Linked DNA regions of Sus scrofa: region 1 is linked to region 2. The links are chromatin contacts, called in public Hi-C maps. All regions are on one chromosome and are shown on one strand. Each heading gives the region's core, a stretch centred on a gene start, on an enhancer-like site or on the middle of the called end of the contact. The rest is flanking DNA. Distances are from core to core; before and after follow the strand shown.

What was found. A called contact is a pair of places that touch in the nucleus more often than the background predicts.
Region 1: a Hi-C map of subcutaneous adipose tissue shows a contact between it and region 2, with 2.5 times the contacts expected there. The contact joins the promoter of RTL5 here to the enhancer-like site in region 2. A contact is called at or near these places in 13 of 47 Hi-C or Micro-C datasets (adipocytes, embryonic fibroblasts, epiblast stem cells and 7 more) and 1 of 2 datasets of contacts at active chromatin or transcription factors (skeletal muscle).

The regions. Positions count from the first base shown.
Region 1 is chrX:58,011,682-58,015,469 of Sscrofa11.1, reverse strand. It overlaps RTL5 (retrotransposon gag domain-containing protein 4), which reads left to right and starts at 2,505. Exons shown (of 2, transcript XM_005657832.3): 1 at 2,505-3,788. The coding sequence starts at 2,937. The region is part of intron 3 of NHSL2 (NHS-like protein 2); the gene reads right to left.
Region 2 is chrX:57,878,257-57,882,269 of Sscrofa11.1, reverse strand. The region is part of intron 3 of NHSL2 (NHS-like protein 2); the gene reads right to left. Among named protein-coding and RNA genes, the nearest start is that of RTL5, 130 kb to the left of the region's middle. Within about 2 kb of position 2,464, at least 25 of the 83 cell types and tissues checked have an H3K27ac peak or open chromatin away from gene starts, as enhancers often do. A contact at or near this core is called in retroperitoneal adipose tissue and subcutaneous adipose tissue, where this site is marked.

The DNA.
Region 1 (3,788 bases), core at 1,256-3,755, 130 kb before region 2:
CCTCCTCAGCAGTCTCTCCAGGGGTTTCTTCAGCATCTGCACATGCCTGCAGAGAAGGGGAGTAGCCTTTCTCCCAAGGCGGCTCATCCCATCCGAGGACAGTCGGGGCTGTCAGGTATGTCAGGAAAGTTCTTCCTTATCTTGAAGTAAGATCTGCCTCCCCTTAGGTCTCCACACACCCGCCCTAATTCTGCCCATGTTGGCAATACAGAGTACACTGACTCTTTCTGCATGGCGGCTCCTCTCTTATCTGAACACAGGCTCAGGGTGTTCCTTGAAATCTTGCTTCTCTAAGCTTGCCACTGCCCTGGCAGGGAGGTAGGGGCTTATGGCTGTTTTCCAGTCGGGTGGCCCATCTGCAGTTTTCTAGTCTCCATGAGAGTCAGCCTTTGTTGGTATGGATAAATGCCAGCTGATAAGACCTCTTTTCACTTTTAATGCTCACTCACTCAACAAATGTCTACTGAGTAACTCTTGGGGCCCCAGCCTTGTGCCAGGTGATTCTGGCAACTTGAGAGTAGTAAGAGATGTAATCCTTTACACTGAGAAGCCCAGTCTGGTTGGGTGGGCAAAATATATACCCAGGACTAGTAGATGAATGAGTAAATTAATGAACAAATGAAAGAAAAAGCAGTTCAGAACTATACAGGTCCTCCTGAGCTGGATGGACAAAGTATAACTGCTTATGGAGGGAATGATGCAAAGTGGGGAAGAGGGAAGAAGGGCTTCGAGGCTTGGAAAAGAGGCCTGAATGGGACAGTGAGTGCCTGGAGAGTGCAAGGAGCCTGGAACCAGCGCTAGGGTTTTCTTTGCATTCTTTTCTTGAGACCTAACTTACTTACAGTAAAGTGCACAAGTGTGCGGTTCAGTGAATTATGACGCATGCATGCCCCTTGTAATCTCCATCCAGATATTTGCAGCACCCAGTAGTCTCTCCCATAGCACCAAGTTTGAGTTTTAATCCTCTTGCCACTTACATTGGATCAGTCCCTCTGGTCCATGTGCATGTTTTTCATATTGTAAGGTCCTTTCAGGGACCACGTTATTTTTCCTTTTATATTAATTTTAGTACTGTGTCTAGATCAACCTATGTTCCAAAGGACACAGACCAGGAGTTGATGCTGCATTTTATCAGGGTCTCTCCAGCTACAAGATACTCCTGCTAATGGGTTTATGAACATCCCACTCCTTTCCCCCCCTTTTATGGCACACCTGTGGCATATAGAAGTTCTCAGGCTAGGGGTCGAATCAGAGCTACAGCTGCTGGCTGACACCACAGCCACAGCAATGTGAGATCCGAGCTGCGTCTTGGACCTATGCTGCAGCTTGCAGCAACACCAGATCCTTAACGCACTGAGCGAGGCCAGGGTTGGAATCTGCATCCTCACAGACACTATGGCCAGTTCTTAACCCGCTGAGCCACAACGGGAACTCTGAGAACACCCTATTCTTAATTCTCACAAAATCTTGCCACATGGGGAACTGGAATCCCCATTTTAAGGATGGCTGACTAATCTGAAGCTCAAAGAGGTTGGGTCATCTGCATAATGTCACAGGGCTAGTTAGGTGTGGGATTCGAATCCATTTTGGCTCTGATTTTGAAGTCTGGGTTTTCTCACTCTACCTGGTGCGGGTGGTCTGACTGCTACAGCATAAGGACTGGGCTCTTTCTCTAGCTTGTGTGGACCCAACTTTATGTACAAGGTGCTCATCAGTATGTTCCAAAGACACTGGGTTGGGAATTGGGGATGAGATGGGCAACGTGGGTGCTGTGTACTGGGCTTACTTTGGTGAGGCAGGAGCCACCCAGGAGATATGCGGGCAAGGTTATTGCAAGAGTAGAGTCACTGAAGCCCAGAGTAAGAGATCCTGCAGATGGCCTCCTTTGTCTTTGGGTGCAGGGATTCCAAAGGCATGGGTGATGGGGCAAGAGAAGGCCTGAGGGTATGTGGGCCCACACTGTGCGTGTCTCTCATCCAGCTCTCTTTGTAAATGACTTGACCCACGGCCCCGCCCAGGCCACCGTCCCTTTTTCCCCCAGAGACTACTAAACTGGAAAAAAAAAAAGTGTGCGTGGGTGGAGAGGTGGGACGGGGGGGTGTAAACAGTCGTAGAAAGTGGGCCCTTTGGAGTCAGTAGTCTGAAAGGTGAGAGATGGAAAGTGTGTGTTTTGTTTTTTTAAATAGGTTTTCTACTGTTCTCTCTTTTTCTCTCGCGGGTCCCTGTCCTTTTTCTTCGTCGCCTCCCTCCAGCCGCTGCGCATCTGGCCCGTGGGCTCCGGCCGCAGCCCCCCTCCCTCTCGGTACCTTGCAACAGGCTCTGGAGATTGAGCTGCGCCTCGCGAAGCAGCTCCTCTACACTCGGGGGCCTGCCCGAGGAGAGGAACACGTTCACTGGCTGTCGCCATGACGACCTCGAGTGGGCAGTCGCTGTCGCATTTTCCCGACCCGAGTTAGCTGCAGCTAGGGAAGGAGAGAGGCAGTGAGAGGCGCCGCCGGGGGGGGGGGGGGGAGGCGGCGCGCGGCGGCCAGTGGGCGCCCGCGGTTCCCCAAGACCCGCCCCGGCCGGGGGTGGGGGTGGGGTGGCGCGGGCCGCGCTTAAAAGGCGGGGACGCGCCAGCCGCAAGATTTTTCCTCGACAGATCGTGCCGCAGTCCTCTCCCTCTCTCGCGCCGCCTGCCTCCGCCGGCCCGATAACCGCCTCACCGCCTGCCTCCTCCGCGCCGCGCCTCCCGGCTCTCGCTGCCGCCCGCCCTCTCCGCTCCCCTGGACGAGGTAAAGCGCCCCGGCCGAGCCGCCCGGTCCTCCGCGCTAGCCCCGGTGGGTGTGGCTCGGCCTCCCGCGCGCCCCGCCGCTGCCGCCGCCCCCTGCTCTTCTCGCTGCCCCCAACTCCCCATCCCACCCCAGCCCGCAGGCCCAGGCCCCCAGCTAGTCCCGATGTCCGAGGCTGCCGGGAATCTCAATAGCCTCCGCATGGCGAACGTGGCCTTGCGAGAAGAATTAAATGCCCTTCGCGGGGAGAATGCCAACTTGGGCTTCCAGCTCGGCAGAGCCCTGGCCGAGGTCAATTCCTTGCGGGGCAATGTCTCGAGCTACATGCGCTGGCCGATGCCAGTGATGCCCGTCCTTGCCGAGGAGAACTTTGAGTTCCCGCTCAGTGAGATTGACGCTGTTCCCGAGGGAGAAGTGCCCTTCCTGTGCTGGCCTCCGCAGCGCGCCGAGCCCGAGTACGCCCCGGACGAACTGTTGATTAGCGTGATCCAGGATTGCGGCACCTCCGGAGGGCCCGCCGACCCGCCCACGATGCCCAGCCCGCCCCCGCCGGCGCTGCCCCCGCCCCCGGCCAAGGAGCTGCCCCCGCAGCCTCCTCTGCCGCCGCTGGAGCGGCCCGAGATAGAGCCCTTTTCGGGCGACCCAGTCTACCTGGCTGAATTCCTGATGCAGCTAGAGACTTTCATAGCCGACCATGAGGATCATTTCCCCGGGGGCGCTGAGCGGGTGGCCTTTTTGATCTCTTTTTTCGCTGGCGAAGCCAAGGACTGGGCTGTCTCAGTCACCCAGGAAGGAAGCCCCCTGCATGCCAACTTCCCGCGCTTCCTAGATGAAATCCGTAAGGAATTCTGTGGCCCCATCCCCCCAAGTGTGGCAAAAAAGGCCATCCGCAAGCTCAAGCAGGGAGACTGTACCCTGGGCAGCTATGCAGATGCTTTTCAGTTCCTCGCTCAATTCCTCTCTTGGGATGACTGCCGCCTTCAAAATCAATTCCTCAAAGGCCTGTCAGAATTCTTC
Region 2 (4,013 bases), core at 1,215-3,714:
ACCATCACCTAGAGATCTTGCTATCTGTGCTGCTGGCCCATGGATCCCACATTGAATAACAAGGAACTAGGACACAATATGGGGCCAGTGTGCTGGGGATGAAGTTTTTCTTGGGAGAGACCAAGGGAAACTGAGTAAGCCAGGGTTATGGGTTTATTTGTGAAGCCCCCTTCAGGCAGGTAGAAAAGTAAGTTTCCAAGCAGCCTCACACCTTAGGCCCGTCAGAAAGCTGCTCAGTGCTGTCTCTCGTCTGGACCAAAGGAAGCCTGGTGGCCCTCCACAGAACCTAGCCTAACTCTAGCCCAACTCCCAGCAGGAGGAGGAGGCCACATAGTGATTAGGGTCCAAAGCCCTACCTCAGAATGCAAAGTATTTTGAACAGTATGGTCTTTGAGGACTTAGCATGATAGTCTACACCTCACTAAAGAATCAGAATTTGGGAAGTTCCTGTCATGGCTCAACGGAAGTGAATCTGACTAGGAAGCATGAGGTTCTGGGTTCAATCCCTGGCCTCACTCAGTGGGTTAAGGATCCGGCATTGCCATGAGCTGTGGTATACGTTGTAGATGCAGCTTGGATCCTGTGTTGCTGTGGCTCTAGCTTAGGCCGGCAGCTACAGCTCCGATTAGACTCCTAGCCTGGGAACCTCCATATGCCATGCGTGCGGCACTAAAAGGATAAAAGACAAAAAAAAAAAAAAAAGAATCAGAGTTTTGGGGTTCCAGCCAACATCTCTTTCCATCAGAGACACAATTAATGGAGAGCAAGAGAGAACTGCCTCCAGCTCACAGCTCATGCTTTCGCTGGGAACGTAAGCTTCACATAACAGTCATCTGTGACCGTGTGTTGTATGAGCTTATGGGTGGGTGTGTTTATTTTAATGAAAGCCTAATGAATCTTCAAGGAACCATATCAGGTAGGTGAAGGATGGGTGGTGTTTATTTTCTTCTGTGTACTTTTCTGTTTGGTCTGCAATTAACTGTGTTAGTTAACGAATATGAAATCAGCAAAGGCTTTATTTCAAAAACCAAATGAATACAAAGAAAAATCATGGCAATATACAAATAAGAGCTGACTTTAATGGCATAGATAATTCATTGTATGAGGGTTCGAGGGAGTGCTCCAAGGTGAAAGACAAAACAAGGGGATGGAAAAGAGGTGTTTAGGGTCATCAAGTCTTGATTCTGAAGATGGGTTCATCCAAAAGTTAAAACCTGAATTTCTTGAGCTGCAAAGCTTCCCAGCACTAGTCAGGCCCTAACTTGGGTAACTGGATTCATAATTAGAATCAGAGAATCTCAGAACTTGAAGAATCTGAGGGATTACAGGGCCAAATCTACACTTGTTTTCTTATTAAAGGAACTGAAGAGCAGAGAGATGAGGACACAGTGAGCTCTGCACCTTGGCACAGGCTCCTCTGCCTGTATGGCCTTTCCCTCTGGTCCTGGGTGGCTAGCTAATACCCACTCTTCCTCGAGAGTTGGCTCAAACATCACATACTCTTGTGGGTTAAGTACTCTCTCCTGTGCTCGAAAAATGCTTAATGCATTCCGTTATCTATTCGACAAACTACTGAGGACCTTCGGTGTGTCAGGCACTGTTCTAGGCACCTGGGATGCACAGGTGACCCCAAATTCCCTGCTCTCATGTGTAAGTGATTACATCATAGCATTTATTTATTCAGCAAATATTTGTGGATCACTTATGTGTGGGAGTCTTGTGCAAACCATAAACTATTTTAAGGTCGGAGTAACAGTCTGTTCACAGCTTTGGCCTCCTCCCTTCCCCTCACGGTCACCTTGCGGACATAGTGAATGCTTTCTGAATGAATGAATGAATAACGAGATGGCCAAGGTCACACAGCAACCTCAAGATGGAGCTGGCACTGAAACCGTCCACCTCTGCTAGCTAGTGCTCTTTCCCCTTGCCCTTCATTGCTGTCAGCCCAAATCTTTGGAAACTTCATCAACTCCTGTGGGGGGAAACGTCAAAGGGGGAGACAATTAAGGGCCGGGTTCCCTAAGCAGATCTATTGTGGAAAAGGGAGACCCACCCTATCAGGGACCGTCTCTGGGGAGAGTGGTGACTCGCCAACTTCTGACATCCCGGCTCAAAAGCTGGGGGCTAGCAAGAAGACGCCCTCTCCAGCAGGACCCTGTCAGCCCCATCACTCTGTATAGGGACTGATCATTTTGAGGTACATTTCACTTCTCTGTTAAAGGCAAGCGTTTTCGTTCAAAACAAAGCCGCCACTGGGGGTGCTGAGACCTCCCCCAGCCCCCCCACCCCTGAGCCCAGGGATCTTTCTCTCTGAGCCAGAGGCGGGGCCCGCCTTTGGCCGCTGGAGCGGCTGCACTTGCAGCGCCCTCTGCCGGCCGCCGGGCCGGCTCTGCCGCTCCGCCAGGCGGGGGAGGAAGGAGGGCGGGGGCCTGGCCGCTTCTGAGGAGCCTCGTGTTCCGGAGGTGCTGAGGGACCCGTGACTCATCCAGCCGGCTGCGCCAGCACCGGCCACCCCCGCAGGCTCTCAGCCTCCGCACGCGCCTGGTGACGCACCGAGCTGCTCTGCGCACAAAAAGCAGCCCCAGGGCGGCCCGCCCCCCGCCCCATGGCAGCACCTGCTCCGACAGTCCACCCCGGTCCACCCCGGCCCACCCCTGCCTGAAGCCCCTGGCTCTGAGAAGCTTCCGGCGCTGGAAGCCCCTCTCACCTCCACTCCCACTGAGTCTTCACCACTAACCTCGAATAGAGGTGGTTTTGTTACCGGGTTTTAACAGAATGGGAAACTGAGAGCGACAGACACGTGAAGGATGAGCCAGGGTCTTGCATCTAAGACGCAGAGGAGGGACTCTGATGAACCAGTTACCTCTCACCCCAAAGTTCAAGGTGCACTTTATACAGCATCAAGCGGCACTGCCATTCTAACTGCACCCCCAGCCCCACATACACACAGACACAGGAAAAGAAGGTTGGACCACATCCTAGAGGACCTTGAAAGTTAAGCACTATAACAAATATTTGCCGTTTTGGAAATAAAGGGGAAGGTATAAATGCCATTTAAGAACAAAGTCAGGCATTGGGCTTGATGCTGTCAAGATTGTTTTATTATGGAGCAGAGGACATGATTAGAGCTTTGAGTTCAGAAGATGCACAGAGGAAAATAGATGAGAGAAGTGGTACCTGAAGTAGTCTGGTAGCGCTCAGGAGGGCCTAAATCAGATTCATGAAATGGGAAGGAAAAAAGAAACAGATCCAAGAGACATTGGGGTAAGGAAAGACTTAATGATAGATGGGATTTTCAGAAGTGGGGTTAGTAAATTCCACATAGCACTTTGGACCTCTCCTAAGGTATTTACTACATCTGATTTTGCCTTTTGCTATTAGAATGATGTTTTGTCGGCCTTGTTAGATGCTAAGATCCAGAGCGTGGTGCTGGTAGCTCAGGCTCCACTCTTTCCTTGAAGACTATGATCTTGTGGGGGAGAATATAGATATCTGAGAGCAGTAGGGTCCATCCTGTAAGCTGAATAGGTGAGGGCAGAGCTGCATGCCCAGACAGTATCTGCACATGGCAAAGAATCCCTAAAGCAGGCCTTCCTTCTTCCTTGGGAAAAGTCTGGAGAGCTCCCACTAAATTCCAAGGCTGCCTCATGCTACTGAACATCCTTCAGGCCTACAGCTTGCAGGAGCACCTGAGTGGGTAGGTTGAGCTGCTTGGGCAGCCCCATCCTTAGGCCAGGCATCAAGGTCTGTGTGATTGGCTGTGAGTACCTGCTGCCAGTTGGTGACCCTGAAGGGGGGCACAACTGGGCAGGTAGCATGGCTCTATTGTGATAGAATAGACCATTTTTTTTTCCTACGAGGATAAATTACCCAGGCATTTGCACCTCCACCAAGAGAGAAACTCCACAGGAAGGAGCAATGGACCCAAAGGTAGCCAGATTCTCCTCCAAACCCACACTATGCTCTATCCAGAATATCGGGCCCAATGTGCCCAGCTGCCAGTCCAGCTTGTC